Regions from separate parts of the Gasterosteus aculeatus genome. Here region 2 is linked to region 1. A link is a contact called in public Hi-C data. All regions are on one chromosome and are shown on one strand. The core of a region is the stretch at or near the end of the contact, and the rest is flanking DNA. Distances in the headings are between cores, read along the strand shown.

What was found. A called contact is a pair of places that touch in the nucleus more often than the background predicts.
Region 2: a contact with region 1 is called in a Hi-C map of skeletal muscle, with 3 times the contacts expected there. The contact joins two enhancer-like sites. A contact is called at or near these places in 3 of 6 Hi-C or Micro-C datasets (skeletal muscle and whole body).

Annotation. Positions count from the first base shown.
Region 1 is chr6:5,829,189-5,834,173 of fGasAcu3.hap1.1, forward strand. No RefSeq gene overlaps it. Among protein-coding and RNA genes, the nearest start is that of nkx6.2, 5.2 kb to the right of the region's middle. Within about 2 kb of position 2,348, at least 1 of the 9 cell types and tissues checked has open chromatin away from gene starts, as enhancers often do.
Region 2 is chr6:5,892,589-5,897,573 of fGasAcu3.hap1.1, forward strand. It overlaps inpp5a (inositol polyphosphate-5-phosphatase A), which reads right to left. Exons shown (of 16, transcript XM_040178060.2): 5 at 1,322-1,385; 6 at 51-154. Among protein-coding and RNA genes, the nearest start is that of inpp5a, 56 kb to the right of the region's middle. Within about 2 kb of position 1,968, at least 1 of the 9 cell types and tissues checked has open chromatin away from gene starts, as enhancers often do.

The DNA.
Region 1 (4,985 bases), core at 1,098-3,597:
ACACAAAGCAATAAACTGACCACAAAGCCTTTGTTAAACCAGCGTCCGTGAGGTAGGTATCTGAAGGGATTATATTCCTAAATTACAAAGCCTTGGTTCTCTGCTGCCCATCCCGCTGCAGGGTCAACAAGAAGGCTGCCAGAGAGCTCAAAGGCCAAAAACAATGTTTTTCCAAGCCATGATCCTTTAAGAGGAAGATGCACCACCCTGCTCTTTAATTTCCCTCAAGTCTCTGGAGTTTTGCTGCATGGCCGTAATGCAGCTTTCACTCTCAGATTTCCTTGTGGCAACATAACAGAAAGAAAAAATACTAAGTAGGAAACTTTTTCAAGAAATGAATAAATGTCACTCGTCATACCGCAAAGTTCACTAAGCTAAGGCCAATGTACTATGCAGTAGTAGTATGAAAACCATCCATTTACCCAAAAGCACCTGGAGACACTGATAGGAGCCAGGACAGGAGCCTCTCTGCTGCTTCAGGGTTTGAGGTGAACTGCCGTACTTTCTGTTTTTTAACCACCAGGCGAAGCCAACGTCATATTAGCCTTACATGTTGTTGCTTTCATTTTAAATTAAATTATAATTTGTAATCCACCAACTATTAATTTGAGTAATTCCGTAAACTCTATTAACTACTCATTTATCATATATACTTCAACATCCCATGTCAATTTGTACACCAGCTGTTTCATTGTCAATGAGCTCACAACCTCTGATGAAAGCCGGACTGGTGCACGACCGCACGCTGCATTCCTCTCCTGGTCCGGACACTCAACGAGCTCCTGCAGCCTCTGGTCCTGCTTCTTTGTGCAGATCTGCTGGTTTCACCGGGCCGCACTCTTCCTCCGCTGTGTTTTCACAACAGGGACTAGCAGAGAATGTTGACAATAGTAATTGAAAAATGATGCATGTAAAGAGAAATTATAGAAAAATTCATAGTATAGTATTTTCTCGAAGAGAAAAGGTCATAAAAAGATGGATTAGTATGTCGAGAAAAAGGTGTAGCATAGTTGAGGAAATATCTAAACTTCTAAAAGAGCTATTTAATAAATAGTAATGGAAAATGCTGTGTAGCATATTGAAAGAAAGCCATTAAATATTTAGTAAAATAAAGTAATTTAAAATACCTGGTGTGGTATGTCAAAGAAATCTTATAGTCATAGTTTATCTAAAAAAGTTATTATTCCAATAAGTAGAAAAAGTCTTTAAATATGTCACGGTGTGGTGCACTTCCTGTCTTATTTTGTAGTTTTCTGCCACTCGTGTCCCCGGGTAACTTCACTTCCTGCCTGGTCCTGTCATCCCCTGTGATTGTCGGATTGTTTCCACCTGTGTCCAATCACCTGCACCTCCCATGTGTATTTAAGCTGTGTGTGTCCTTTGTCACGGATGTCCCTGTCTACCGTCTGGATGTGCCTCGTTCCTGTCTGCCTTTTTGTCCCCGGTTCTTGCGTGTGTTTTTGCCCGTAGGCCTTTTACTTTGTGGAGTTTTTCACTGTTAGTCTGTTTTTCGTTAAAGTCTGCGTTTGAGTCCTGCCTTCCTACCCAAACCCTGACTAAATAGTCATAGTATGCTGGAACATGCCATACAAATGTATGTTATCATTAAAAGTATAAAGTAAAAGTATAATATTTTGTTCAGGAAACGGTTTCCAGTTACACAGTAAATCCTCTCACGTGACGCTAATCACAAACTTGTAGTCCTCTACACCCACATTCTGCATGTAGAACCTCCACCTCCAGCCTCCAGCAGTGAACAGCATCCATCCTGGAGCAGCCATCGGTGAGATGAGTATTTACTTTGGTGTCAGTTTTATCCTTTACTTTGAGAGGACCAAAGAGTCTCTTTTGTGCCTGTGAAAGTCTTTTATCAATCTTTTTATTGCAGTTTCCCAATTATTTATGTTAAGCAAAATCCTGAATGATTTTTATATTGTAAAAAATAATCTTTTTCAAGAAAAAAAAATTGCACAGGAAATATATATGGCAGTGCTTAAAAAGAAGCCGCATTATGTTAAAGTTGAATGTTTGTGTTCCTTGTGTTACTGTCCAAAGGGTTTCACCGTGTGTTGCTTCAATTAACAGGACTCCTGATGCCAAATAATCAATTTATACCGTTCAGAAAAATAATTCAGTGAAAGCTGCATCTCAGAACATTCTGAATGTTTTTCAAACTGTCTCAAGGAAAATGTGTTTTACACTTTGTTACATTTGTTTTGTTGCATTTTTTTCCTGGCAAATCATTTTTTAATCGATTTGTAGCCACTGAATTGTTTGTACAATATATAATGTATCCTTGTGGTTTACACAATAGCATTGCATCAGCAGGAGGTTCAGCATGAGGAGGAATATGGGGGTAAGCCTGAGGGCAGGCAGGGGCAGAAAGTATAGAGGGCAGAGCGGCGTAGAGACCTTGAAAAAAAAAAAGTAATTCTCACAACACAAAGCCACTGCCAGCACCTCAAGTAATATCCAATCTTGTGCAGTTGTGTTACTGTTATTTGAAACATTATAGCAGGGCGAATGTTTGTATATCTTGACTGGACACAGGAGGCCAGTCAGCGGCCAGTCAACTCCATATCTGCCCTCCATATAATTATCATGTTACAGGTTTTACTTTGCAAGTCATGGTGGTATATTTGTTAAATGACGGTTTGTACCATTCTGAAACTGCAATGAGGGACTGTTGAAGCAGCAAATTGTGAAAATGCTACTTCCATGTGAGACTGTAGCAATGGTTGAAACGTATTAAGAAAAAGGGCAGTGTGCACATTGTTACACTATAACTATCATATTAGGACCTGGATTCAGATAACGTAATTTGCTTGTACTGGTATATAATCAGTATAGAAAACTTATTATACAGTAATTTACTTCATAGTAAATGTATGATTTACTAATGATGCGAGCACTTTGCATCGTTAGTAAATCATATTTTAAATAGTCAATTGTGTGCATATACAATGCTTGGACGTGTGTGTGTGTGTGTGTGTGTGTGTGTGTGTGGGTGTGATGGGTGTGTGTGATGGGTGTTAAATCTGTGATGTGATGATACAAGGTTCAACAAAGAACGGGGCATTTAGGCGTCAAGACGTCAACGCTGCAAAATGCTTTTTGACCCATTAATGCTCGTAGCGAGGCAATCACTATGTGGTGCTTTTCACTATTTACAGAAACCAGTGACATGATGATGCATGAGTATTATCTGGAAAGCCTCCACAGGATGGCAGTGTTGTAACTTCATCCACCTTTTATTCACGGATGGGTTTTTGCCAACAGATGTCTCCGCTGTGTTTCTTGCAGCACTACAAGTAGATCTCCAACCTCCTGCAGCCTCTGCCTGCACCTTCAAATACTTGCTCTCAGGCACTGTCTGCGCCTCCACCTATCAAGAACCTGCACATCCACCTCTACCTGAAGATATTCACTAACCTTTTGCAGAAACATCCACAGTTTACTAAATCAACGTACAAATTCTCTAATTTTTCAGAGGTTTCAGTTTATCGACTGAGTCAGTCTGGTGAATAGAATCTTTTAGAGAACAAACAGATAATAAGTGTAATAAGAGTCTACCGGGCTGCTGGATTCAAGCTTTTTATTTTTAAATAATAACAATCAACACACTTTACCACCAACTCATGCTCTTCTCAAAGATAAAGTCCATTGATTTCTATTAGAATCGGATCAGTTTATTTGAGTCCACAACAAATAGCATCAATTGTGGGATTTTTCACCCAATTTTCCCTTCAGACACTTTTTTCCTTTTTAGTATTTGTTTCGCGGTTTCCCCTGTAGCTTTTTTTTTGTTTGAACTAGGAAAGCTAAAAGTACTTTTAAAACTCTAGACAACCAGGTCATATATTTTACAGAGTTAGCATTTGGCGTCAGTGTGAAGAAATATAAATGAGGATTTAAAGTAAAAATGTCAACGTGAACATCGTTCACAATATAAAACATCATCTTTTTAATCAGCACAAAGTGACGAATATTAGTCTGGTTCTCAACAGAAGGTTTCTAATGTGTGTTTTTATACGTGTGTGTCTCAGATGACTCACTGATAATTCAGACAATTTTCTAGGAGGAAGTTTCTTTTTCTCAAGGTAATAGATGATGGTAAGTTGACAGAGTTCACGCCATCCCATTGATTGATAACTGCTGCTACACAGACTCCAACGGGGGCAGAATCCTGAAGCCAGAACGTAAAGCATCAAGAGATACGAACACTTTCACTGGCTGCCAGTCGTTTACTGCATCGGTTTTCAAATTGTACCGATTGGAAGATCGGTAGATTATTCCATTTAATTGGACATTTGAATAAATGTATAAGAATATATTTACTCAATGCCCTGAGTTCCTCTTTGAGTGTCTAGAAGCAGGCGGCCGAGGCTTAAACTCACGACAGGCCCGTGTCATGAAGTGATGAAAAGCTGCGTTGAATGTTTTTTTGATACGACATACGTTTGCGGAAAAGATGAAGTGCAACATTTAAAACACTTTGATGCGATGAAACACAATCCACTTTGTGTTAAAAAGACCAACTCATATTAATTCATTAATGACGCCATGCAATTAGATACAACTGAACAACCAATTGTCTGAGAAACTGGCTCTTTGGCTCATATCTGGAGTGTAGTGAGGAAGTGTAAGGATAATTAAGATGTTAAACCTGATCGAATGAATCAAAGTAATTATTATGATTTTACCGGTAAATGAGAAGAATTAAATGATTATTTTTAGGAGGACTTTTCATAGGTATTTGCTTTATTTTTTGGGAGCTTCAAAATCGAATCAAGGCAGAGTCTTAACTCTAGTTTCAGCATGTTTGGTGAGCGTTTTTTCTCCCAGCAGAGCAGGTTGTTCCACACATCTCAAATCCTCACGGTGGTTTCAATCTGTGCCGCCAGAGGGCGCTCCTGGCCAAATTAAGCGGGGTCACATTTAGATGTCCTGAATAAATCACATGTAATCACATGAGCCGCAGTCCT
Region 2 (4,985 bases), core at 718-3,217, 63 kb after region 1:
ACGACAGCCCCGCCATCAGTCAGCCAAGTGTCGCCTGTCACGTCACCCACCTCTGGAAAGTAGTCCTGGGGAAACTTCTCCTTCTCCAGCGACGGCGTGCTCTCTAGTGTCTCAGAGTAGGTCTCCTTCCCCACCACCTTCTTGAATTTCTTGGCTTCAAGTGGAGACGGAGGAGAGAGATGAGGTGAGACGGAGGCAGAGGAGGGGGGACAGTTTATTGTCACAAAACATAGTTGGTTGATTTTTGGAAGGCCCACGTGTGTGTGTGTGTGTGTGTGTGTGTGTGTGTGTGTGTGTGTGTGTGTGTGTGGCGTCAGAATCTCTTGTTGCAATTAAAAGCTCAGTGAAAGCCAGATAGTCCGACAACTGCACCACCTGCTGGTCAGAATGAGGAATGAACAAATATGACGGTAGTTTGGACTCTTGCTGCTTGCTTCCCGCTGTCCTCAACTCTCCATCACGTGTTTGAAGCCCACAATCTCCCCACATTTAGCCAGGACGTTTTCCACACCACTGTCTTTCAGGGACACAGTGTAGCCTGGCAGCTACCAACATGTTCCGTCACTGTCCGCCCTAAAGTGTTCCGTTTGCCATCATCCCCTTCGGTTTGACACGTGGAGGAATTCCTCTGCACAGTTCTTCTGTTTGTTTTCCGATGCAAAAAGCTCTGTCCGTCTTTCTTCCGCCTCGGTCTCTCTGATCTAACGGACTTGCAGCACGCGGCGGTTTCAGGGCTCAACACACAGGAAGTAAACAAAGTTGCGTTAACTGGATTAAAACATTTTATCGCATAAATCTCGGCTATAATAATCGCATGGAATCGCATGGAATCGCATGGAACGTGTTAACTTTGACATGCGTCGACAGCCCTTATATATATATTTCTCCGGTTCCCTCTCAACCCCGCCCCCGTCTTCGCCCTGTCCTTCACTACAGGGCAACTGACTCTAATGCTGACTTGGGTCTAATAGGAAGCGGGGACGCCTCCACATCTATATCCCCTCCTTTAATTAGCGTGGCCGGCGGACCCCGGGCCCTCTGACACCGCAGCCTGATGAGAGCGCCGTAACTGTCCAATAACCCGCCGCACACCATTACCGCCAGGCCCGAAATCTTATGAATTAAATCCCAATATTAATAAGCATTACCATCCCCCCCGTTACATTATCAAGCCAATCTTAGCTCCACTGGTTTTTGATGGAAGCCGGAATGGCCCGTGAATGGTTGTGTGTCATGTGCAGGGGGTGGAGGGATGGATTTATGTGGTGATTTATGTGTGTGTGGGGGTGGGGGGCGGGGGGGGGGGGTTTAGGGTACTCACCTTTGAAATCAAACTGGTGGATGTTTTTCAAGGACTCGTGGATAAAGTAGAAACTTCCGAGGGCCTGAGAGAGAGAGAGAGAGAGAGAGAGAGAGGGGGGGGGGGGGGGGGGGAAGTCAGATTGATACAAATAGATCTTTATTACCAGACCCTGATCCCATCCAGCGTCTCCACGTTACGGATGAAATGAACTTCCAAAACCCCCACAAGAAACAAATTCCCCACTTGCCCAAGAGCCACAAATGATCCCATTGTTTTCCCCGTTTTCCCAAGATGAACCACTCACCATGTTGAGTGTGCAAAGGATTGACCTCCTGGAGGAGCTGCACACCTTGGACTACACAACAACAGGTGCTCCTGGTACAGTACTCCACCCCCCTCCTCCTCCACCTCCACCCTATTCTCCTCTCATGTGGCCCGTCAACAATTCCGGCTCTCAAAGGGTGAAACACTTTCAGATGGATTTCTTTTTTTTTATCGACTTCAATAGGCTTAAAATCTTAATTTCCCCGCCGCGGACAATAGGAGAACTTTCCCATATCGGCGGACAAACCAATCAAAGTTTGTGGGAAGGAGGGGATTTGATGCGGTTCACAGACCGCTACACTGCTTTCTGTCGCCGTCTTTGCACTCGGGTAAGAGGGGGGGGGCTCAATCCCCTGTGTCTTTGAGATAGAGGACCTCTGGCTCTGCATCGGTCTCCTTCCTGCCCTCGAAGAGGGCGCTGAGCAAGCTTTACTATAAAGACCCAATGTTTAGAAAAAGAGGGTGAAAAAAACGAAAGGGCAGGAGGGAGAGAAGGGGGGGTGTGGGGGGGGCACGCTGAAGTCGGATGGCCAGACTCAGGTACAGTAACAGGAAGGAGGAGTGACGGAGCTTAGAGGGGTGTGATCAAGGAGGAGGAGACACCCGTAGAAGAAAAGCTTCTGGGCACCGAGGAGGATTTAGTCTGAGGGGTTTTTCCTGCGTTTTCCCCTATTGAGGCCAGACGCCTCTCTTCGTCGCCCCCCCCTCCTCCTCCTCCTCCTCACGGCCTCTGCATTATTTATGAGCTCTGGCACATTTTGAGATTAAACATTTGCTGATTTGTCAAAAGCACAAACATGAGGTCCTGCCCATCTCCTTGACACACAGGTCCAGCCGACGTGGAGGAAAAAACACTGTCGCACATTTAATTGATGAGAACAGCGGCTGGTGACCCAAGACCCCCCCCCCTCTCCTCACCAAACCCCACCAAACCCCCCCCTCCTGCTCTGGTGGAGGACAGACGGAGGCGGCGGGAACGTCGACGGGCGAAAGGCACGGACTCAAGGTCACGAGCTTCCCATCGCGAGAGGACGGCTTCCAGGAAGGCCCCCCCCCCCCCCCCCCCACACACACACACACACACACGTTGGTCTTTATGTTCTCTTTCACCTTAAAGTGCCGACAACAGACCCAGAGACAGAGATGGATCGGAGAGAGGGCAGGATGGGGGGGGCAGTGCTATCTGTCACAGCGGTGCCACCTTTGCTAAAGCTGCTGCTGGTTGTGTAAATATTTTAGAGGGCAGTCAAATGAAAATGCCTATTTTGAAATATGACACATGAGATGTATAAAAAGTATATGTTTCATCGGTCTATCTGTAAATAAATAGCAGGAATCCTCTGGGGACTAAAGCCCGGCAGCGGAAACCATCAACGGATGAATTGTAGCTGGACAGAAATCATTTGATTAATCGGCATATTTAAAACATTTTGCATTAGCTTTCCCTTTGAGCTCTGGTAAATTAGGCTTTCATCAATTGATTGGGGAAAAAAAACATTTAATTGTGGAATGAATCATCAGTTAAGCAAAAATCTGTCCTCAACACTGATTAATGATCGCATCAACAACTGTCATCTGCAGTAAAAACAACAACTGAGAACTAGAAATAAATGATGAAACCCTCTACTTTAACAGCCCCTCTCAGGCCGAATCCCCCCTCAAAAAATGCTAAATGAATATGACACCAAACTAATCGCCCCAAATCAATTCTCAAATAAAATGATAAACGACGACGCTTAAGTGCCTCCCCGTGTAATCGCGAGAAATCTACTTAAACCCCCCCCCCACGCTGATAAATATTTATTTGACAGGGGGGTTGAGAAGCTGGCAGCCGCGGCCGCGCTCTCCTCTCCTCTGCCTCCCTCCTGCACTCTTCATGAAGAAGCTATTATATTAGCCATTGCAATTAATCCATTTGTCTCCCGGCGTGACAGCCTCAAAATATTCATTAGTGCGGCGCGGCGCTGACAGGCGGCGCTCATCTTCTTCATCTTCATCCGCGGCGGCCCGCGTCAGACGTATGTTCGTCACGTCCCTCTTTATTGATCAGCCGCCAGATTCACTTGAAATAATTAAAAGTATATTTTACATATTTATAAACCCCCGCTGCCACCGCGGGCTACTTAATTTACCATTAGTAAAATGCAGTCTATTAAATGCACCGTGAGCGGGGGGAGGGGGGGGTCCAAGGGGGAAATGAGTAATTGCCGTAATTGTAGATAGTGAGACAATGGTTTTACGACTCGCTCTGGCAATGCCACCTCTTGTCTGCGTGTTGGCATCTCCACAAAAAGCCCGGCGGATAGCGGCGGACGTCCCAGCAGACTGCCTGTAAGAATAAAGGGCAATAAGAGACTTGAGGGCTGCAGTACATATCGGTGCATACTTTGCTCCGCTGAATGCTTTATCGATACCGAGGGCTGCAAAAATGAGTTCCGGCCGACGCGGGAAAGTGGGAATGCTGTGACCTCAGCATGGATTTTCTGCGGTTTAATGTGAAAAATGAGCCATAAAGCAAACATAAAAGTAATCATTTTTCCTCCAAGGTCTCACCTCCAATCTGTGCTGAGGGAGAGTGGTCCGGTCCCGGGAGAGCTGACACACACACACACTCCGGGTGTCATCGCAGTGTCGCTGTGCAGCGTCCGAGGGTAAGGCGGACGCTTAGTAGGGAAACCGATGACGCGCTCATAAAGCCCCCTAACAAGGGGCATAAGGGGTTAACTGCGGCAGGAAACGACCGTTTCCAGTGGGATGGCTCTCTTTTTTTGGGGTTTAACTGAGGCCCCACTCAAAAGATTGTTGGTGTTTCTTTGAGCTTCTCTGCCAGCTCATACTGCAAAGTATTATTTTAATCGTTGTTAAAGGCACGGCAGGACATCTTGTGCAACCACAGCAAGAGCATGCTAGATTTAAAAACATATAACCCCCAAACAATGAGCCCCTGGATGACAACTTGTTCACAATGAAAGTAGCACGTTCCATTGGCTACAAAAGCCGCCAACTTCAGGCCTCACGCCAAAGCCCCACCCTGATGACATCACGATGGAGGTAAAGAAGCAACGAGCACGGGCAGAATGCACGGACAGGTAGGGGACGGAAAGGGACCCCTGGGTTCACGGCGGGGTAGTAGTCTGTCCACTGGTGCGATGTGCATACATGATACATGATTTCATTATTTTCTTGTCTGGTCGAGACGTTTACCTGGAAAACAGACTTAGCGACTGGGGGCTACATCGCAATCCGAATGGCGGCGGACATGGCGCGCACAAACAGCGCCAAAAACACGCTCATATCTAACTCCAAAATGAGAGTGAACCTGGAGTTGACCCCCCCCGTCAATCGGAGAGAGCAGTCA